2 separate regions of the Astyanax mexicanus genome follow, and region 1 is linked to region 2. A link is a contact called in public Hi-C data. All regions are on one chromosome and are shown on one strand. The core of a region is the stretch at or near the end of the contact, and the rest is flanking DNA. Distances in the headings are between cores, read along the strand shown.

What was found. Hi-C and Micro-C count contacts between places; a contact is called where the count stands out from the background.
Region 1: a Hi-C map of muscle shows a contact between it and region 2, with 10 times the contacts expected there. The contact joins the promoter of brf1b here to the enhancer-like site in region 2. A contact is called at or near these places in 2 of 3 Hi-C or Micro-C datasets (both in muscle).

The regions. Positions count from the first base shown.
Region 1 is chr1:69,562,075-69,568,616 of AstMex3_surface, reverse strand. It overlaps brf1b (BRF1 RNA polymerase III transcription initiation factor subunit b), which reads left to right and starts at 1,881. Exons shown (of 19, transcript XM_022663992.2): 1 at 1,881-2,121; 2 at 4,295-4,506. The coding sequence starts at 4,323. xrcc3 (X-ray repair complementing defective repair in Chinese hamster cells 3) reads right to left here and starts at 1,124. Exons shown (of 7, transcript XM_007230926.4): 1 at 754-1,124; 2 at 519-659. The coding sequence starts at 808.
Region 2 is chr1:69,289,603-69,296,741 of AstMex3_surface, reverse strand. No RefSeq gene overlaps it. Among protein-coding and RNA genes, the nearest start is that of LOC103031412, 8.2 kb to the right of the region's middle. Within about 2 kb of position 3,586, the one cell type or tissue checked has an H3K27ac peak away from gene starts, as active enhancers do.

The DNA of each region.
Region 1 (6,542 bases), core at 632-3,131, 270 kb before region 2:
TCTGTTATACATGCTTTATGTGGCACACACAGACACACAATTCAAAACTGAGTCAACACCTCTCTATTTTATCTGGTATCAAGTGTGGTTTACATAAGGTAAGTTTAAACGAGCATCACATGCCTGGAACAAAGTTATTTACCTATAATCAAAAAAAGGCCAACAACAACAATAACAAAACAAAAACTTTTCAGGGGTGCCAACATTTCTGGCCATGACTGTATATATTATTAGAATAGACTGTATATTATTTTTAGAATGAAGCAATGTTGAAAAAATCAGTGGAATGTATATTTCAGCTGGTTGTATTTGTGCAGGAAGACCTCAAAACTAGCATGTTAAAAAAGTAACTCTCCAGGACTGAAGTTGAAGAGCTCTGGTCTAATGTCTTAAGAAGTACTTGATGAGCTTAACACGTCTGGATCTCCAGGAGAAGTGCTGGTACTGAACACTGCTCTGCACAGTGGTTGATAAGCGGTGATCAGTGAGCATCAGCCCCAGTATGAGCTGTTCTCTACCTGTGACGGGTGGTGAGCTCCTACAGGCAGCGGCGGCAGCAGCATGCAGCTCCTTCACCTCCCTCAGAGACAGGAGAGCGAGTCTGTGCTGCAGCTCCGGAGCAGAAACACTCAGCACCTCCCTCACCGATCTCACACAGGCTGAGAGAAAACACAGACACAGTAAAAACAACGTTATATACAACGCCTGTAGCTACAGCTCTCCCCTCAACACGCCTCCGTGGAACAGATTTACCCTTTCTCAGAGCATTCCTGACTCTTGGACTGAGCTCAAGCTGTTCCAAGTCCATCGCATCTTTACACAATGCGTTTAGATCAGTCCGCTTAACCTGCTTAACCCCGCGTGCACCACATTAATGCGATTTTCATACATTTACATCAGAGAAACTCCAGCGTAGTGTGTTTCCAGGTTAGGAAAACATATGAAAAAAACCCGACACAATAAGAGTCCCTACACGGGTAGGTAAAGTTTACTCGCATGAACGAAAACTATCATTAATAAAAATAACACATGAAATAAAAACGGCATTTGATGTTTTTTTTCTCAGCGCAAAAACGATTTATTAAAAAATAAATACATAAAACTCAAGAACCTTCTCAAGTGCGCGCTTTTACAGCTGAGCGCTGGACTAGTACACTAGGTAACAGTTATGATGGTACGCTCCACTGTAGGGGGAGACATTTGCTTGAAATCTGCTAAATCCGCCACTTAAAGAAACATACAGCTCTGGAAAAAATGTAGAGACCACTTCAGTTTCTGAATGAGTTTCTCTGATTTTGCTATTTAATGTCGTTTTATTCTACGGAATTCTCCCAAAATCCAAATCCAAATAGTCATTTAGAGCATTTATTTGCAGAAATCTATTTGCAGAGAAATGGCTGAAATGACAAAAAGATGCAGAGCTCTCAGACTTCAAATAATGCAAAGAAAACAAGTTTATATTCATAAAGTTTTAAATTCAGAGTTCAGACATCAATATTTGTATTTTTTTTAATCACGGTTTTTATATATCTTGGCATGATCTCCTCCACCAGTCTTACACACTGCTTTTGGATTTTTTATGTCACTCCTGTTGCAAAAAATTAAGCAGTTCAGCTTGGTTTGATGGCTTGTGATCATCCATCTTCCTCTTGATTATATTCCAGAGGTTTTCAATTTGGTAAAATCAAAGAGACTCATCCTTTTTATTTTTTTTGTCTTATATTTATATAAAACAATATCTGCATAAAAATATATTTGTTACATAAGTTACATAAAGAAAAAAATATCATAACTCCAAATTAACCTAAGCGATTGAGAATCCCCCTCCAAAGTGTGTTTTTCCAGTCCACTTGTCTCCCCTGATGGCGCTGTTTTTGGACCATTCCATCCACAGCCGCTGAACTAGTGCAGTTTGAGCATCAACAGCACAGCCCACTGTCAGCGCTGAATGGAGCTATGCTATCACAGCGACACTGACCTACAGCATTTATAAACCATAGCTAAAGATGCAGTAGCTCTCTTTCTGCACGGACTCCGTGTCTGTGACTGAGTGCAGGCTTTAGGAGACTCAGCTATAGGAGAGTTTGTACTGAACACAGTCTTTGTTTACTTCCGTTGCCGGTGAGTGGCTAACGTTAACTGGCTAACGAACATAAAGCTATCATGTATAGCTTAGGCAGTAGTGCTAACTAGTTATCTATATTGGCTAGCTAACTGTATTAAACATACTAGGGTAAGGAGGATTAGAACCAATAAGTATAGATTAAATTCTGCAAAAAAGAAGCTAAATTAGCTTGTAATACGGTTACCTAGCCTAACTCACTAACCTAAATGCCTTGGTGATTATACTTCTAAGAATACGTCAATATATCACAAACATGAACCACAACACCCAACTATAAACCGTAATAACAATATACACTGTTGGGATGCATTAATATACAGCAGCTAGCTGGCTAACACAGCTAGTCACTCTTTAGTAATAAGTGGGTGAATTCGGGAGTGTCTCGGGTGGCTGAGCGGGAGAGTGCAGTGTTAGTGAGCTGTATTACACCGTGCGGAGGACCTGGGTTCAAGACCCGCTGTCGATAAAATGCGATTAAACTAGCTGTATTGTTTCTTATAGAATATATGTTTGAGAATATGAGTTTTTCGTTTTAAAGTGTAATACAATGAAATTTAAATAGTAAAAACGTACAAAATGTGTTCACTGTTGTATTTAGTAATACTATGCACTACTAGGGAGTGTACCATATGCTTTGATACTCAATATATCCTGACTCAAACATCCATCTGGTGATATTATCACTATTCTGTCTTTAATGCAAGACAATTGCTTTGTAACTAACTATATGTTCTGCTATATGCTGCGAGGCTTCATTTGTATTTTATATCATTATATACGTTTGCAGTTTAAGTTATATATGAATTAATATTTTGCACTTTAGTATTGTGGTAGATAATGTATTAGAGTATTTTTGCTACCTACAGTACCAGCCAAACATGTGGACACATCTCTTCTCATTCAATGTGATTTCTTCTTTTTTATGATTTTTACATTGTAAATTTATATAGAAGACATTACAGCTATGTAGGAACACATACAGAACTATTTTGTAAACAAAAAGTGTCAAAAAACTGAATATGTTTTATATTTTAGATATATATTAAGTAACCACATTTATCCTTGAGGACAGATTTACACACTATTTTAATCTCAGTGTCTTTATGAGGCAGAGTCACCAGGAATAGTTTTCTCAGAGTCTTGACAGAGTTTCTGGAGGTGCTGAAAAATAGTTAGGATGAGTTCCAGCTCATCCTAAATCACCAAGCTCAGTAATCCGGTTTAGGTTAGGGGAATGTGGAGAACAAACACTTTTTTATTTACTATGTAATTCCATACGTGTCCCTTAATTGTTTTCATGTATGTTATATTAATTTACAAGGTAGAAAATAAATGAAATAAAAGACATTATTGATTGAGCATGTGTGTCCAAACCTTTGACTGGTACTGTACATTATTTAAGTTATGCTATTTATTTTGTTATATTATCATAATTGTATATAAAATCAGAGTCTGGTAAGTTACTGTTGTTTTCTTTCTGCTGAATGTTACAAAAAGTTATTTCGTTGCAGTGGATTATTTTGGAAATTTATAAAATCTTTTCAGTGTGCTCTAATCTCACCAACAAGTGCCATATTAGACAGTGAACCCTGAAGAAGAGATGACCCTGACATATTGTGATACTACTACTATTATGCAACATGCTTAGATAGACGTAGACTGTTTCTGAAACAAAAGAAATGCTGCTTACAGCAGGATTGTGAGGCAGGTTGGCACCCAGTCATATCTGAAATTAACTTTAGTAATCCGGAATTCTGTTTTATTTGATTAAAATGCTTTACATAGACCTGGATGGACCTGGATAGCAAGGAATCAAGTCAGTTAGCTATTTCCAATTTAGATACAGACATCATGTAAAACAGTGATTCTCAGTCTGTGATATGTGTACCACTGGTGGTATTTAAGTTATCGGCTTGATGACTTAAGAAAAATTGATGCATTTATTTTTTTTTTAGATCTATAATTTTTTTTAAATAATAATTTCTATAACATCTGTAGCATTGTATTTAATAGTTACCTGTGTACATCACATCCCTTTGAAATGACTTGTAGGTTTAAGTATGTGGAAGTTTTACTTTGATTGTGGGTGGTATATCATCTCAGAAATTTCAGAACCGCTGGTCTAAAATGAGCAAATTAACTGTAATGTTATTTCATGTTCATCCTCAGCTCTGACTGCATCATCACTCCAGCCAGTATGAGTTCTCGGCAGTGTCAGAACTGCGGTGGAGCAGACATTGACATCGACCAGGCCAGGGGCAGCGCTGTGTGTACAGCCTGTGGCTCTGTACTGGAGGACAACATTATAGTGTCTGAGGTCCAGTTTGTGGAAAACAGTGGAGGGGGAGCCTCTGCCATTGGCCAGTTTGTTTCTGCAGATGGTAAGAAACGTTTGGTTTATTCATCAAAATCAGGCATTTCACATACTAATACTTTTTGGTTTCACACTGACTCACAAAACACAGTTGCTGACTATAAAAATCTCACATTTGTGCTTAAACAGTTATCCATACCTATATTCTACCTTGCATTTAAAAGCATGAACACTTTTGATATTTAGCAGGCATTCATTTTCGGAGTGTCTTATAGAAAAGCAACCTTAAAGCTGTTGTTAATATCCATCTTCGGTTTCTTGATTATCCAGGACTTTAAAAGAAATGTTATAGTGGTATTGTAATGTTAAGCAGAAGTCTGAGCAGTTTTTTTGTTTGGATTTTTATTAAAATAAAGCTGCTCATAAAGAAATACTAATAAACCAACTTGCCATGTAAATGTCACTGCTGAATATTAATGTTCAAATGTGCAAACCTGCATACAGTAAATTTTAGATGTAAATATAACAATGCACTGCTTTTTAAAATTTTATCCATTTATATATATATAAAAAAAAATCCATTTATATGATGATATGTGCTACTGCTTGGCTGGAATGAAAACCTGCACCATAACATATCTTTGTCAATAAATCAAGAAAACCAAGCATGCAAGCTATAGAAAACAAGAGATTGCTTGTAGGCCAAGATACTAAACTGATTTATGACATTTTCAGAAACAGAAAACGGAAACAGTAGCTTCACTGTCAAACCCATAGCTGAAGTCATATTTCACACAAACTGTAAGAACATATAGAACATTGAAAAAGCAAAACTAAAGAAGCTGAGTTAATGAATTTACCACCCACACTTTTAGAACATTTTTAGAAAGGAAAAGATGTTTAGTCTGTGTTAGAAGTGTATAATAGTAGTACTGACAGCTTAATTATCATGACTATTTTCACTATTATTTTAAATGTAGTACATTTAATTTAGATTTAAATTATGTTATTATCTGGGTAATCTTATTATTATTATATTGTTACAGATATTATCTGATACTGATACTAATAATATGGCATGATGTAGAGTTTGTATTGCAGCAGGCAGAAGCTGTATCATCAAGACCTAAAATGTGAAAATAATATATATATTATATAGTAGTGTTGTCATAATACCAAAACTACGCCTTTTGATACAATACCTGCCTAAATATCTCAATAGCGATACTGAAACAATACCTTGGCAAAAAATAAAACATCAGGAAAATTAATGGAATAACAGATAATTGAACGTAAAATGTAATATTTATTCAGTGTTTGCTATCTGTTGAGCACAACCTTACAGCATGTAAACAATTTTAACTTAATGAATCAAGTAAATAAATTGCATTATATTTTGTAACAGCTGCTGAGTTATTAAACGTATTTGCACAAAAATAAATAAATCTCTGTTGCAGCAGCTGAGCTTTATGGCCTAATTATTTAAAAAATAAACATATCCTCTTTTTTCTCAAAGAGAAGGCAAGTGCTGGAGTGCTGCGCGCGCACACTGCCACCTTGTGGCACTCTTTGGAAATGGCACTTTATTTGAAAACACTCACATTTGTTTAGCACCAGTACTAAATAAATGGGGTATTGTACCGTTTTTAATGACAAAGTATCGAGATACTTTTTTTAGTATATTGTGCAGCACTAGTATATAGTATATATTTTCCTCCAGCTTTCCTATTGTAGCAAGAGATTGGAGATATATAAAATGGTTCTCTGACTTTACTGAAGCCTTGAAAACATCTGATTATTTCTGTTATGAAACTCAGCTTTCCATTGTTATCTCTAATTAAGGTCTTGGAACTGTGACTTGGCTTGGCTCTCCTGTTTTACAGTGTAATTGTTTATTGATCAAGTGCTCAGTATTCAACAAACACGGCTGTCTTTGTTCTTGTGTTCTCTCATAAAATCACTGGCTTTGAAAAAGAAAAGGTAATGAACCGGATTACAACTGATGGTAAACCACTAATAGAGTAAAGGAGATACAGAATGACAGACTGTTGCTACTTTTGTTGTTTGCCAATGTTTGGTCTTTGCGCCTTGCCTCTTCTGCTC
Region 2 (7,139 bases), core at 2,337-4,836:
CTTTAGGTCTTTATATGTCAGTGTATGTTTTTAAGTGTGTATGTGTTTGTTTGATGTCTGGGTGTGTTTGTTGTGTTTGTTTGTGTCTCTAGCGATAATTAAACTCTAAGGATTCGGAGTGTAATGGAGAAATTTGTGCACATTCTGATGTCCCTGAGGAGACCCCGCCGCATTGTACTTGACATAAAAGACCCCCCACCACACACACACATATAAAAACCAACACAAACCCAACCCGTACATCTGTGAAGACAGATTCGCTCTTCTGACAACACTTATCTGCAGAAGCGAGTGTATTTCTGTCTGTCACGGCTTTGTGCTGATTATTTTTAATTGACACTAATGCTGCTGCATGCCCAGGAGCTATTACACCGGATTTGAGTGGGAAAAACATATCCTGATGCTTCTGAAGCCTGTGTTGTAAACAGCAATTTTCACCATGTAGATACAGCTTGGCGAGAGCAGTGCATTAGGCCTAATGCTCTGAGTGCACTGTCACACCCATGTGCTGCATTTATCCTGATAGAGGAGATATAGTTGAAAAGTAAAGATGAGAACATTTCCCTTTTGCCGTTTTTTTTTAAGAGCAGTCAATTGCGGGGCACCTTAGTGCAAATCCCCCTCCTGGCGCTTTCCTACCCTACTTTTTTCTCAGACTGCATCAGAATAAAGAGCTGCCAACAGTCAAACAAATGTGTAAGCACCCCAGGCGGAGCGAATTGTGCCAGACAAGCACCAATTAAGCAAAAAATAGGAAATTAAAGCAAAATCTCCCAATGAGGAGGTATTCAAGGTTGCTTACTCCATGCATAATTAACACAGGACTGGAGATCGTTATCACGTTGACTTAAAAGGAGCAGCTCATTAAGGAATAGTCAATTATGCCCCCGGGATGGGGGGGAGCAGCATGAACCAGACAGGGTTAATGCATTCAGATTCAACGCATACCATTAGTTACTCACCTAGGGATAAAGAGGGGGAATATATTTGGGTGGTGCAAGACAGAATTCCCTCAATGGATTTAACAATGAAAACGACAGGTCAGTGGAAAATCACATTTTCACAGTTTGCACCCTTACTTCAAATCACTATATCCACAATATTAACCAAAACATGGTGACTATCAAGGTTTGCTGTAGGTTGACAGTATTAAAAACTAATACTTTAGTTAAAGCATCATGTGCACCCAATTCAGCACACCTCCAGCAGACAATAGCAGATCACAAATTTTATTAAAAGTGTGGCATTTGTCAGGATTCAAAATTGTTTTTGATGTCCAAATAGAAGGTTTGTGACTTTTGTTAGACATAGTTTTGCAAACCCATTTACAATATTGATGATTTGGCATTAGAATAAATCAATGCCCGGTTTACTTAGCAGCCTGTTTTCTGATATTAAGCAGAGTCTGATAGACCAACACCATATTTACTTGTAGAGGCTGTCACAATTTACCACGTCATGCCGTCATGACTTTACGTGTTGAAAGCCTTTCACTATAGTTAACTGGATCGCTGTACATTTTGGAGGCGAGAACTGGAATTGGCTCATTTTATGTTTTATGTTTTGATAATGTATACCACTGCAGAGTTCTCTCAGAACTCTTTTTAAACTATTATAATATAAACAGCTAAGAAATGGTCCTTGTTGTACATGAAGAAGGTTGGTTTTACATATGTTACTGTGGTATTTGAAGTAATATTGGCTTTCTGTTGATTCTTTTTTATTTTAGTTTTTCAATATGAATTCTGGGTGAAAAAAGATGATGATGAATCAACATCAGATTGAAAGTTTGATTCAATGATTCAAAGTTAATGTTGACACTTCAGCGTTTTAAAATTTAACATCTATTCAATGATCTGGATTAGCCTCTTATAGCCTGTGCTAAACTAAAGCAATGTAACCATGTCTTGAATGATTGATTACATTCAGAATATGATATTGTGTACATATAAATTTGACTTCTCTGTGTTGGAGGAGGACGGTGCAGGGCAGACACTCAGCAAACTCTTTGTGTTTAGCTTCAGTAAAATCTTACCTGTGCCTGAGAGTCAGACAGGCGAGCTGGTCAAGGTAATCATCCTGAAAGACTTAATGAGGTTAATGATAGCAGCCACACTGCTAATTTGTCACCTTAATGACTTCGTTTTGAAAGCGGTTATACGTCACATATTAGCAGGTTCACCCTGAGGGCTGAGCTAGAGTAAACAAGTCAATGTATGAGAAATTGAATTGGGTGGAGTGGAGATGAAGCTGAGTAAATTGAAGGGCAAATGTAGTCACAGATAATGGTGCAAGATGTTACTGCTATCACTGAGCAATGTGTCTGAATGATCTTTTATCTGTACAGGAGATGAAAAAAGTTCCTGTGAAGCCTTTGAGGAGCTGCGCTGATCGTGACACACACTCCTGACACACTACACCTCCCGTAGCCTGCACTGTGTGTGTGTACACACTGGTGAAGTGAGACTGCTCCTTTCTTCACATGCTCTGAGTATACCATCCTACTGTGTTCTCAACTGGCTTTTGATGACTTGTTTAGGTTTACCTTATTTTTATTCAGAGACATGTGTTTGTGTGAGGAATAAAGTGTGTTGTCTGCATGGATCTAAATCTCTGTCTCCTTCCTTCTACTTTCAAACCAGGTGCCTCTATTTTACTGCAGCAAAACTTACTTACCTGGCAGGTGGAGGAAAGCAACCTATTTTCCTCCTGCTGGGCTGTTAGAACTTAAAGCCGTGCTCAGAATATTTTTCGTACTGACTGCGTTCATGTGGGAACAGTAGCACACTTTCACTTTAAGTCAGATGACTGAATGGAGTCACTTTCTGCAGGACACCTGGTGGTCATTCTGATAAATCAGGGGTTCTTAACCTCTGATACGTGAAGCACCCCACCAAATAAATGTTTTAAATGTATCAAAAACAGGTCTGGGTCAGGTATAGGTTTAGCAACAGTATGTGCTTAAAGAATAAAGTGGATTGTTCACCACAGAGTCCAGATCTTAACCTCACTGAGAATTTTTGGGATGTGCTGGAGAAGACTTTGTGCAGTGGTCAGACTGTACCATCAAGATCTTGGATCTTGCTGCAAGATCTTGGAGAAAAATTCATGCAACACTGGATTTAAATAAATCTTGTGAGATTGCAGAAGCTTATTGAAACAATGCAACAGTGAACGTGTGCAACAATCAAAGATAAGGGCAGTCCAGTGAAATATTAGACTGTGTGACCTTTTTTTGTCCATGCAGTGTATATACAGCTCTGGAAAAATTAAGAGACCTCTTATCTTTGAGTAAAATGAACATTGTTGTTTTATTTTATAAACTACAGACAACATTTCTCCCAAATTCCAAATAAAAATATTGTAATTTAGAGCATTTATTTGCAGATAATATAAAATGGCTGAAATAACAAAAAGATGTAGAGCTTTCAGACCTCAAATAATGCAAATAAAACAGGTTCATATTCCTAAAGTTTTAAGAGTTAAGAAATCAATATTTGGTGTAATAATCCTGGTTTTTAATCACAGTTCTGCGATGGATTGGCGGCCTGTCCAGGGTGTATCCTGCCATCCGCCCAATGCCGACTGGGATGGGCTACAGCCCCACCCCACAGCCCCTTAAGGGAAAAAGCGGTTGACGAAGAGTGAGTGAGTTAATCACAGTTTTCATGCATCTTGGCATGTTCTCCTCCACCAGTCTTACACACTCCTTTTGGATAACTTTATGTCACTCCTGGTGCAAAAATTCAAGCAGTTCAGCTTGATTTTGATGGCTTGTGATCATCCATCTTCCTCTTTATTATATTTCAGAGGTTTTCAATTTGGTAAAATCAAGAAATATGCTAATTAAGTCTGATTTCACTGCAGTAAGTAACATTTTCAACTTTACACTCTTATTGGGAAACAGAACTGTTGCCATGTGATTTAGTGCAGCATATTGCACGCTTGTGTAATAAAATCACCTCACTGCGTTGTCAGCACTGCAGAGTGGAGTGTAAATAAGCATCGGACAGGAACAGTTCCCCTTGCCACCCACACACACACACACACACACGGTATACTTATCTCCCACACTGCCCTGCTACACACAATCAACACAGCCCTGTTTGCCTGCAGCAAATACGGCACGCTTCTCACCTCTGAAACCTTTATTCTGTCCATGAGCTTCTGGTACATCAGACTCCACATCAGACTCCACATTTCTCCACTAAGGAGGTTTAGCAAAGAATGAGGTCTACTTTAATCATCCCAGTCATTAGTTATCTTAAAAACAGTGTCCTGACAAACAGAATTAATTAATTTGTATCATCCATCCATCTATTCAACTATCCAAAAATGCCCCAGAATGATGTTTATTATATATTTATATCAGAGGTGTCAAGTAATGAAGTACAAATACTTTGTTACCTTCGAAATGTTTACTTACACATTTTCACTCAGTTATCTGCAGTTTCTACACCTTACATGTACTTATTTCCATTTCTGCTTTTTATTAAAAACCCTTTTCAGATAAATCTCTTCATCCAAATAAATTTGATTGTGACTGGATGAGAAGGATAAACATGTACCATTCTGACACCCTATTGGTTAATACTCAATCCATTGTTGTGCACTAAAGGCTCATGTGGCACAGCCTAAACATTTTTTCTTAATAGCATTTTTTCCATTGTCCCATTTCCCAATACATTTGCTTTTATACCCGTACTTTTACAACTGTACTTTAGTAAAGAGCTTGAGTTGATATTTAAAAAAAAAATTGTAAACACTAGTATTTGTAGTTCTACATGTGTAATAAATGTCAATACTTCTAACACATTTGGTTCATTTTGATTTTCTCCAAGATAATACTGTGTTCTAATTTATCATTAAGCCTTTATTTTAGAAAGTGTAAGAACCCCACCTTTAATATGCATTTATTTTACTTTCAATAAGATACAGGTGCATCACAGAAAATTCTAATATAATTTTTAAAAAGTTACTTTATTTCAGTAATTCAGTTTAAAATGTGAAGCTCATATACTGCATTTATTTTTTAATGTTGATTATGATTATGGCTTACACCCAATGAAGACCCAAAAGTGAGTATCTCGGATCATTAGAATATTATATAAGACCAATTAGTACTTTTGGCAGTGTGGGCAGTGTGCCAAAGCCTGCTGGAAAATGAAATCTGCATCTCTATATAAGTTGTCAGCAGAGGAAAGCATTAAGTGCTGTAAGATTTTCCAGGAAAACCCTGCGCTGACTTTGGACTTGATATAACACAGTGGAGCAACACCAGCAGATGAAATGGTTTTCCAAACCATCACTGACCATCAGTAAATTTTACATTTCATTTGTAAATCAAGGGAGCAGAGTCTGAAGGAAGAGTGGAGAGGAACACAGTTCAAACTGCTTGAGGTCTAGTGTGAAGTTTCTACAATCAGTGATGGTTTGGAGTACCGGTACATTCTCATCGGGTTTCTTTTTTCTCCTTGCCAAGGGTTGAGATGATGACTGACTGGGTGTTTTAAAAAACACTGTTGTCTTGTATAATTACACTCTGCATCTCTACAAGTCTATCTATCCATATGGAATGTTACAATGTTACTGTAAGTATAGTGTAATACAGTACACAGTATTGTAGGATTACACACCTGTTCTCTCTATGAAACATTTGAATTATTGATCTCCCAACATTCAGGTGCAACATTTGACCAGCCTCTGCCATATAGGAATGATTGATAGTTGATGATTAATGTTCCAAAATGTATCGTAAACTTCCCTTTATTAGTAAAGGTCATGATTCACTATCCATCCATCCATCCATCCATCCAATTAACACCTAGTTCTGCAGAGGGAAGTATAGTACATTGTGATCTACACAACATAAGTGATTGATAATTTGGCAAACAGTTGTAAAAAATCATTTAATTGATCAAGTCATTTGCTGTTTGTATAAAATGAATGAAAAATAGTTTCTGTCATTTTCACAAGTAACTCGATGATGTGCAACTAATAGTTTAAAGAAATTCAATTTAGATTTGAAATATGCATCAAAAAGAAAAACTGTAATTCAGAAACACAAGAAATGCCATAACATTACTGTGTGTGATCAAACAATGTTTGGTTAAAAATGCAGGCTAACAAATGTTAAAAAAATATGGGAAGAAGGCCTTTGTAACATAAACCTGCAATCTGCTAAATTATTCGCATGAATTCTGCCTCAATTATCTGTTGAAAGGATGAATTTATACATTCAACTAACCTTACAATGGCAATTTGATATAACTTAAAGACAAAAGATCCTGGTGTATAATGCTACTTTCCTAATACAGCAATCAGTCTGTGTCTGCAGCCATTAGCAAGAGAGCAGGGTGCAATAGCACACAGAGCTCCTTTTGGACTTTCAAAGACAGTTTTGATCACAGCGGGGAGCTTGACTGGCCAAGCAGACTGCAATAGGGTGGCTGATTGGACGCTCTGAACTCCATAGGAGGCCTGATTGGTTGCTGAAGGCTGTTAATTATAGCTCTAATTCAGTGTTCCACTCATTGCTGCCCTCTGTACTGGCACTTGGTGTGATTTATCAGGTAGATGTAAAAGGCCCAATGTCTTTTTCATCAACAATCAGTCACAGCACCATGAGGTCAGCACATATACAAAGAATATAGCATGAGCTATGCATCCTTGAAGAACGAGCATTAATTTAAAATAATTTCCATAAAATAAGACACTAATTAAATTAAATTACATGCACATAAATTGCCTTATTAGAATTGTCTATTAGTGCTTTGTGAAGCAGCTGGCAACTGAAGAACTTCCTATTTATACCAGCCCTATGTTGCGCATTACCTAATGAGAAACAGCAATACGTTAGCTCCACCTAGTGGACTTTAGAAGAGCAGTGTAGTATAAATAATAATAAAACTGTAACACATATTACTGCTGTGCTACTGTTAGTTTATCACATAAAAATCACAATGCAATTCAAAGCACCTTGGATGGATGGATGGAATAAGAAAAATGAAAAGTTTTATGATTTTATTCATTATATTGTGAGCAGATTTACTTAAATATTTTTTTATATTTTTAATTCCAATTATGATTTTCAGTAATGTTCCTTATCAAATATGGAAGCTTTTTATATACTGCTTAAA